Linked DNA regions of Capsicum annuum: region 2 is linked to region 1. A link is a contact called in public Hi-C data. All regions are on one chromosome and are shown on one strand. The core of a region is the stretch at or near the end of the contact, and the rest is flanking DNA. Distances in the headings are between cores, read along the strand shown.

Region 1 (4,515 bases), core at 426-2,925:
GCATTTTTTACAGAAAGCAAAGTTTAGAATTTATTGCCGGAAAAGCTCAAAATTCAGGCGACTTGCAAGGTTCCGATGAAATCGCAAATTCTCAACGCAAATTAATAGCTGGGGATGCAGGGAATAATTCTATGGCAAAATCCCCAATCATTACAACTCCTACTGATTTCAATTTCAAAATTCTAATTTGGCGAATTCAAAGGAAATTGATAATTTGCCGGCTTTGATTCAAAATTTCCAACAAGTTTTAATCGAAAATGATGTTGGAAATGTTAGTAAGTCAAAAGCCCCTTCAGAAAATGATCATAATTCATCCAATTGCTATTTTTTGATTACTACTTCAGTTAATTTGGTCGGAGATGGTGCTCAGGTGATCGTAAATCAAATTGGTCAAAGAAATTCAATTGGAAATGAGATGGGGAAATTGAGGACCAACCTGTTTTCCTCTCTTGTTTTCTCTCAATTTCTCACTGTCTCTCTTGATTCTCTCTCCCTCTCTCGATTCTCCTCACTTTTGATTCTCTCTGATAGTGTGTATCACTGTGTGTGTAGTGTTCTCCGGTATGTGAGTGTGTGCGTTCGTTTCTCGATGGCAGTGTGTATGTATGATCAGTGTTTTCCGATGGCAGTGTGTGTATGGAAGAGTGTGTATATATATGATTATGTGAGTATTTTAATGAAAATAAAATAAAATAAAGGTTTATAATGAAAATTGAGGGGCTATTTGACAAAAAAAAAAGGTTTATAACATTTTTTTAACACTTTCACGCGCCAAATGAGCGTGACTTACACGCAATGGTTCAAGTGGGCAGATATATGCCACTAAAATACAAAAAAATAAAAGTCTAGGGGGGTAATAGGACCCCCGCAAAATTCAGTATACTCAACTAAAAATTTGGTCAAAGTTCAGATATTTTCGTGGATATTATCCTTTTTTTTTTAAAGAGAGGTGGAGGGAAGGGGGAGGAGGGGCGGAGTTATTATCGACTTTTATTTCATTATCAAGAGTAAAAGTTACAAAGCAGTAAGTTTAACATAACTTGCTTAAACTAGAACGGATCACCCCATAAAACACTATCTAATAACTCTATCGACTTTTGTTTTTAATTAAAATTTCACTTTTTGTGATTAAATTAATTCATTACGATGATAACCCTCAAATAATTTAAGTGAGGTATGAAAGAATCATTTTTGAGAATAAATAATAGAGCTTCGAAAAGAAAATATACGAAGATATAAAATACACAATTATTTATATCGTATTATCAAAAAATTTTATCGTGACACATCATACTTGAAAATTAATAATAAATTTTTATTCATATTTTAATTTTTAACTTGATTGATTTAATGAAATAGAAAACTCCATAAAAATTTAAGAGTATTAATTATAAAGGAGATTTTAATAGTGTTTTAAATCGAACATAATATATAATATATTTAATTTTTAATATAATAAATTAAATATTTATAAAAATAATTTAAACACTATAATTTCTTCATTACTAATTCCTATATCATCACCAACATGGTTTGTGGTGCAATGGATGTTCCACCCTTAACCAAAGGTCAAAAGTTCAACCTTGAATATGAAGAAAACTCTGTTGGGAGCACTGCGAATTAGTCGGGGTTTTAATGTGGGCACCAAAAAACTCTATTGGGAGTACTGTCATTTTAGTGGATCCTGCAAAGCGTGATCTGAATTAACCGAAGCTCCAATACAAGACACTGAATGAAAACCAAAACAAAAAAATTCCTATATTTACTTGTCTTCGTATGGAATGATCCCAACATGGTAAGTAAATTCGAAATAAGGAATTAGTAGTTTGGTGTAAAAGGAAAACAGATTTTGGAAAACGGTGATGATTCTTGATTTTTCTGTGTCTATCTCACCAGAAACCAACAAATCTACCCCCCACCATAGCAACCCCATCTTCCTACCTCCTCCTCCATTTTTTTCCTTCTCTCTCTCTAAAACCCCATCTCTCTTTTTCTATCTCTATCTCTCTCTACCCCTTTGTGTGTATATGCGTATGTATGACGAATTCTTAACAAAGACTCACTTAGATAAGGTAAGAGAAATATGGGGTTGCTAATTAATTTTGCTTCTTCTTTCTTTCTTGTTGCTGCTGCTGCTTCTTTAAGGTATTCTTCTAAAATCACTTCAGATTTGGTCCTTTTCTTGGGCTTTGGCTTCATTGATTGGTAATATGTCACTATTTCTCCTATAAATCCACTATATTTACACTTTTATTATTTAAAAAAAATAAAGAAGAAGATAAAAAGATTTTTTTTTATACTATATAGTTTTCTTAGCTAGTGGTAAAGATTCAATTTTTATATTGTTGTCTTTGTGTTGGAAAAGTCTCTGCACTTTATAGGGTTGATGTTCTTGGATTTGGGTTGAATTTGTCATCACTGTATTAATAGGGATTTATACATTTCTGCTTCCTTTTTTTTTTTTCTATTGTAGTTTGGTAGTTTGTTCCTAGCATCTCATTCTTTTGTTGCATTATAATTTAGGGCCTAGTGGATCTTGTTGGTTTCCCTTTTGCTCCAAAAAAAATTCTAATTTTATTTTTGATTTTCCAATCTTGAGTTTAGATATAGGTTTTGGTGTTATAGGACTAGCATGGTTGATGTGTTTGTAAAGATTTAGTCTTGTGTCAAGTTGTTGTTTGGTTTGTTAGTTTTGAAGTTGTCATTAGCAATTGTCTCAATTCCTAGGTAGAATTTGTGAGTTAGTAAACCTTGTTGTCTCCCCAAGAAAAGGAATTGTGAGATAGAAGATACTATTTGGTACTGTACTGTATTGTTGATGGAGAATCATCACCCTTCAACCCGTTTGTCCATGGATTCGAGTGCATCTTCTTCACATGATGAATTAGACCTCGAGATGAATCGACAAGTAGTCATAACTTGTCCACCTGACATTAATTTGCCTTTATCAGCTGAGCGGAGCCCTCCTCTGCAGCCATGGAACTCAGAACATTGTGATATTCTTGATGTTGGGCTTGGGACTCAGGTTTATGAGACTGAAAGTTCACTTAGTGCACCTAAGGTTGGAAGGAAATGTGCGAAACGGTTGGATAGTATTTGGGGTGCTTGGGTTTTCTTTAGCTTTTATTTTAAGCCTGTTCTGAATGAGAAATCCAAGGCAAAGATGGTACGGGATAGTAATGGATATTCCGGGTTTGATAAGTCTGATCTCCAGCTTGATGTATTTATGGTTCAGCATGACATGGAGAATCTATATATGTGGGTTTTCAAGGAAAGGCCTGAGAATGCATTGGGTAAGATGCAGCTCCGGAGTTACATGAACGGGCATTCTCGTCAAGGGGAGCGTCCGTTTCCCTTTAGTGTTGAAAAGGGTTTTGTTCGATCTCATAGAATGCAGAGGAAGCACTACAGGGGTCTATCAAATCCTCAGTGTATTCATGGGATTGAAGTCGTTCCATCTCCCAGTCTCATGGTTCTTGATGAAGAGGAGCGCAAAAGATGGATGGAACTAACAGGTAGGGAACTCAACTTCAGTATCCCACACGAAGCAAGCGATTTCAGTTCATGGAGGAATCTCCCCAACACTGAATTTGAGCTTGAGAGACCACTCCCACCGCCAATTAAGAGTAATCCACATTCCAACCCAAAGAAGCTGGCTAATGGATCAGGGCTTAATTTGTTAACTCAGCCATCCAATCACAGCAATGGGGACGCAATGGATCTACTACCTGCCAATGGCAAAAGGAAAAAGGATTTCTTCCCTCACGGAAATGAAGAGGAGTGTTACCTACAAGTAAATCCTCCTTCCTATCAAACGCCGGATCTTGAAATTCACCCAACTGAACCGCATTGGTTACATGACTTTACTGGGGTGATGAGGGATGTCTACGGGCCTGTCACAGCTGCAAAAAGCATATATGAAGATGAACAAGGTTACTTGATTGTACTCAGTTTGCCATTCGTAGATCTTCAGAGGGTGAAGGTTTCCTGGCGAAACACGCTTACACATGGTATAATAAAGGTGTCTGGTTTAAGCACATCTCGGATGCCATTCATCAACAGACAAAACAGGACTTTGAAGCTTGACAATTCATCCTCAGAACACTGCCCTCCGGGTGAGTTTGTCAGAGAGATTCCTCTCTCAACCAGAATTCCTGAAGATGCCAAAATCGAAGCATACTACGACGAAACAGGAACTGCACTCGAGATGTTGGTACCTAAACTTTGTGAAGGGCCTGAAGAACATGAAGTTCGTGTTTGCCTCCGTCCTCACCTTGGGGGAAATGATCTCATGTTGACCTAAGCGGAGATGTGATGATACCTGTTAGGGAGGGTGCTTTATTACATGCACCAACTTAGTTTTCATATAATGTGGTTTTATGCAACTGTATGATCTTGTATTCGATTTGCACACATTAGATGTTGTTGGTAGGTTTTTTAAACTAGCCTTAGCTTTTGTTACACCACTATTTGCTTATGACATTTGATACCTTTTTTGGCTATATGGTAAAGTAA
Region 2 (5,187 bases), core at 2,271-4,770, 270 kb before region 1:
AAATTTGAAAGATATAATTAAGGACCATTTACCTTAATCTTTGCATGATCAAAGAGCCTAATGGCCTACCATGTAAACATTGAAGCAGATGCAGTAATTTCAGAGGGAAAAAGAAAGCCTTATACCTGAACAAGTACAAATGGCAAAGAGACCCCTTGTGAAGAGCCTTTCGTAGATTTACACAATTTTTCATTCCGCAGCTTAAGATTTTGCAGATTTGCAAGCTTCCCCCAATTGTGCAGAAAGTTAAAGATTATTGCAACAACTCAGTTAGGTGCAGCCTTTCTTCAATGTTGATTTGAAGAGCTTATGACATTAGTAAGAAAGGAGTATACAATGAACATACTTGCTCTTCCAAGTCCTGCAGATATGCAGCTTTCTTCCCAATCTTAGCCATTAATTCTGCATGCAGCATCTGCAAAAGGACAGAATTTTTATAATAGCATCTAAAGACAAGGTGAGTCCACAGAGAAATGTGAGAATCTGCACAAATGCAGACCCTCTTCTCAATGAGGCAAAGGAGTTGCCCATTCTTATAAATCTAGGATCTGTTACATATGTACTTTTAGTTTTAGATAACTGTTGTCCAATGCAACTATCTACAGTTGAGGCATCTATCACAACGACTATCTAACCTTTACCAACTAAAAAGCAACCACTTTCAAGCAGCGCAAACACGATATTTCGGAAATATTATTCCCATCAGTTATGACCATAAAACTTACACATACAGGCAAGAGATTATGCAAAAGAATGAGTGACAACAAAATTTTAAATGCTAAGCTACATCCTAACCTTAATTTCCTCCATGTCCCTTGCATCTGAATTAGGAAGGCCCTTCCAATGGATCTCCTTTCTATCTCTTTCTATAACGTCGAGGGCCATAAGGACATTGAGTGAATCATACACTCGTCTACGTACATTCTTCTCATCTGACTGGAAAGGTTATAAAGCATTCTATTCAAATCATAGTGGATGGAAAAAGAAAAGATAGATGTCTTGTAATCTATATTTACCTCACTAATGGGAACTGAGGAATTGCTATCTGTTGCCATAAATTCGGCTATGATCTCGTCTGCAACCTATATATCAAGAATGATAATCTATATGTCATATGCATACACTAGGAAAATCTAGAAAGAAGAACAAGAATCAAGACAACAACAACATACCCAATGAAATCCCACAAGTGGGGTCTGGGGAGAGTAGAGTATCCTCAGATCTTACAGTTACCCCTACCTCGTGGGGGTAAAGAGGCTGTTTCCGGACAAGTGTCACTAATTTACTTTAAGATTTAGTACCACCATTTCTCTACCAAAATGCAATCTTTCATATGGACTTCCTCTTAAGAATGAAGAATAATGCTCAATATTGCAACATTTTACTGAACGAGCAATATATTGAAGTTCAATAATACAAGCAATCAGTGTGTCCTTTATAAGGCTGTAGCCAATATGCGGCAGAATAGAGATACTCGGAGTTAATTATTATTTAATAAGTTAAGAGAGAACTGCTGTGAAGTTTGAGAAAGGTGCTACTTATGATGCATAAGATAGATATCTACTAGTTCTATCTCTGTGAGACTATTTTTCCAGTATATAGGTCATCCAGTCTAGGAGAATATAGGATCAAAATTACCTCACCGTATGTGATTCGCCCCTTATCTTCCACCTTCTTACAAACTGCAAATTGACAAGTTAAAAATGAAAAATTGAAATCATTATCCAGAACAAAAGGAATTACCCAAAAAGGGCATAATGTTAAGCATTCCTTGGAGTATCACCGACCCATTATACTGTATTGTCTTAGACCTCCTTCGACAATTTTTGAGCCTTTCTTCAGCTTTGCCGTGTCACTTTTTTTCAATTTCAGAAGATATATAGGAGTTAGAACCTTTTATAGGACTTCATAACCATACAGAGATATAAAAGAGAGTAAAAAAGCATCAGTTAATTAAATCACCTAGTTTGAGCATGCTGCTTAACATGCAAAAATTTGTCATCACAACCCGTTGTAGCTCGGAATGAACTCTTGCCCTTGGAACATCTCTGATTGAATCCTTCAAAAGTGCTTGCAGAGGTTTTGACATCCATCATTTACAAGCAAATTACCTTGAGACCAAAAAAAAGGAATAAAATGTGGCGCCCCCGAGTTAGTACAACAATTTAGACAAGAGAGGGTTGCACAGATGGTAAGCACTCTCCACCTCTAACTCTAAGCTTGTGGGTTCGAGTCACCAATGGAGCAAAAAAAATGGGGGTTCCCAGGAGGGGTTAAAAAGAAAGTACACCAATTTAATCCACATACTCGGTCATGAGAATACAAAAGATAAACATAATTGACCCCAACTCTTTTGGGTTTGATGCACGGTTGATTGACTGATGCTTTCATCGGTCAACCAGAATAACTCCTTAGTACAATTCAATGCAATTGTAAACAAGAAAATACGAAGCAAGAGCCTCAGTAATGATCATATGATAGTTAAAAGTCATAGCAAACCCAGTAGCAACTTGTACTAAAAGAGCAAGTAAGCATGTAACTCCCCCCCTAAGGCCTGACCAATAAAATATATTGACATGAGGAGGAACGTATATACTACTTATATCATCCGTTATTGCTTGAATCTTGATACATTCTTCGAACCAACCATATACTTTATTGAGATACGCTGAGAACCGTATATGAGACCATGATCTCGTAAACTTTTAGGGATCGTTTGATTCACGGACAGCATTATCCTGGATTATAATCCTGGAACTAATTTATCCCACCTCTTATATGGGACAAAATAACACCAAATTTGAGGTATAAATTTATCCTGGGATTAGTTATACCTTTGTTTGATATAAATTTAATCTCAAACTTAATCTTGAAATATCCCACCTTACCCCATGAACCAAACAACCCCTTAAGTTTTATTAAGAAAATGACAAGTTCAATGTCATCATTTCAATCAAACAGTAAGATTAACAAACTTATGAAACAGTTACTGCATCATAAAATTCTACAGTAATCAACAACTACAGAAATTACTAACAACAAATAATTGAATTCTTTTTTTTTTTTTAATAATTGTGGTGTCTAGACCAGTTTGCATGCACCTCGACTCTGTCCAACAAGGCTAGGATAAATGGGAATAAATCAACAATTGAATTTAATAAGGTTCTCTTTTGTTAACCCTATATGCATTATAAAGCAATTAAAATAATAGTAGTAACAATTTTCACAACTGAATCTCAATCTCAAGAAAAAAAACTAGAATAATTTATCCAATCTTCAAATTAATTACACTACCCAAATTTTAATTTTGGCACAAAACGTTGTTCAGAAAAAAAAAAAAAAAAGGGGGGGGGGGGGGGGGGGGGGGGGGGTTGACGAACCTGAAAGTTTGAGTGTCCACGAAGACAAGGATCAACAAGAAGAGATCTTTGACTATGACGAACCTTAAAGTCAAAGGCGTGTGTTCCCGCTATTCTGTATGCTATATATACTACTCCCTCCGTCCCATTAGATGGAAGTGAATATACTATTTCCGTTTTATAATATTTTTTTATTTGAGTTATTTTAATTTATGTAATTCATATACAGTTTATGTATAGTATTGATACGGTTTATATACGATACTGATACAGTATTTAACTTGGGTAATTAGTCCTTTTAAAAATGTTTTAATTTTTTTTTATATAAATTTTTTAGAAATAATAATTAAATTGTATAAAACAATATAATTGTTAAATAGAATATGTATGTATATAAGATATATGTATAGAAATTGTATAGTTCTATCAAATATGTATATGTATAGAGTATATATGAAAAATATATAGAAAGTGTATGAAAATTCTATAATTGTTGTATAAAACGTGTAAAAAAAATGTACATTTATTGTATAAGTTGTGTATCAAAACTGTATAATTTTCGTATAAAATATTTATATGTATAAGATATATATGGAAACTGTATATAAGGTGTGTAGAAACGGTATAGAACAAGCTAGTAAATTGAAATGGCTAGAAAGTGGAATTTAAATTTCATGGACATTTTCATGGAAATAGTTTAATTTGAAGTGCCGTTTCTATCCTTTCCTCCTAAAATAATTTATAAATATTTGTGTGATTAAATCATTTCAATAAGAATTTTAAATTTAAGTTGTTACTACTTCTTTCGTTCATTTTTATTTGTTTATTTTTCTATTTTGAGATGTTCAATATATAAAATCAATAGATAATTTATCACCAAATATACACAGACTCTTAATTTGACATCATCTTTTACTTTGACACTTAAAGTAGACATTGTTCATTTTAAGCACCTAAACCAACTACAAACTGTGTCATTTGATACCTTTCGCTGACATAGCAAAGTGAGTATTCTACACTCGCGTTTTGACGCATGACAGCCTTATTTTAATCCCTTTTTTAATTAATTTTATCATCTTCCTACCCATTTTCATCTCATTTTTTTTCACTATTTTTTCAAGCTCAAACACTTTTAGTGGTACTTTCAAACGCCCCTCTATCTCTTAGACAATAATTTAGTTTAATATTTTTTTCATATCACTTCTCACAATATTTTATCTAAAAATATGTGTATGAAAAAATAAGAAAACTAATAAAATTAAGTTACTAATTAAAAAATAAGAGTAAAATATCAATGTGATAATTGTTATGAAATATAAAGCAAAGAAGAAGAATAATAGAGAGAAAATAGAGAGTAATTCTTATTTATCTTGAGGGATTCTTGAGGGTTGATTTACAATGAATAAAATCTTTCTATTTATAGGAAAAATTTACTCCTAGTTTCTCATTAAAAGACAGATACTTCAAATCCTGAGAAATATCAACTAGATCTTTATAGATCTTCAAATCCCGATAGATATCAACTAGATCTTGATAAACATTCACTATAATGTAAATACATTTATAACACTTCCCCTTGAATGTCTACTTGATAGATAATGTGCCTCGTTAAAACCTTACTAGAAAAAAAACCAAGGAAAAAATATCTACTAAAGAAAAAAGAGTACACATCTCAAATAATATGTATTTTGGCTGCTTCATTAAAAACCTTACAAGGAAAACTCAGTGGGACAAAATTTTGTAAGGAAAAAAGAGTACAATGCGTATTAACTCCCCCTAACAAAAATATCCTTGAAATTTTGCATCCCGATCTTGTGCACCGTCTTCT

The links. Hi-C and Micro-C count contacts between places; a contact is called where the count stands out from the background.
Region 2: a Hi-C map of placenta shows a contact between it and region 1, with 2.2 times the contacts expected there. The contact joins the promoter of LOC107843008 here to the promoter of LOC107842952 in region 1. A contact is called at or near these places in 2 of 5 Hi-C or Micro-C datasets (leaf and placenta).

The regions. Positions count from the first base shown.
Region 1 is chr9:25,442,155-25,446,669 of UCD10Xv1.1, reverse strand. LOC107842952 reads left to right here and starts at 1,675. Exons shown (of 1, transcript XM_016687032.2): 1 at 1,675-4,515. The coding sequence starts at 2,819. The coding sequence ends at 4,303.
Region 2 is chr9:25,708,866-25,714,052 of UCD10Xv1.1, reverse strand. It overlaps LOC107843008 (transcription factor-like protein DPA), which reads right to left and starts at 3,520. Exons shown (of 9, transcript XM_047396174.1): 1 at 3,381-3,520; 2 at 1,963-2,111; 3 at 1,788-1,855; 4 at 1,639-1,682; 5 at 1,017-1,082; 6 at 796-936; 7 at 347-415; 8 at 126-224. The coding sequence starts at 2,096.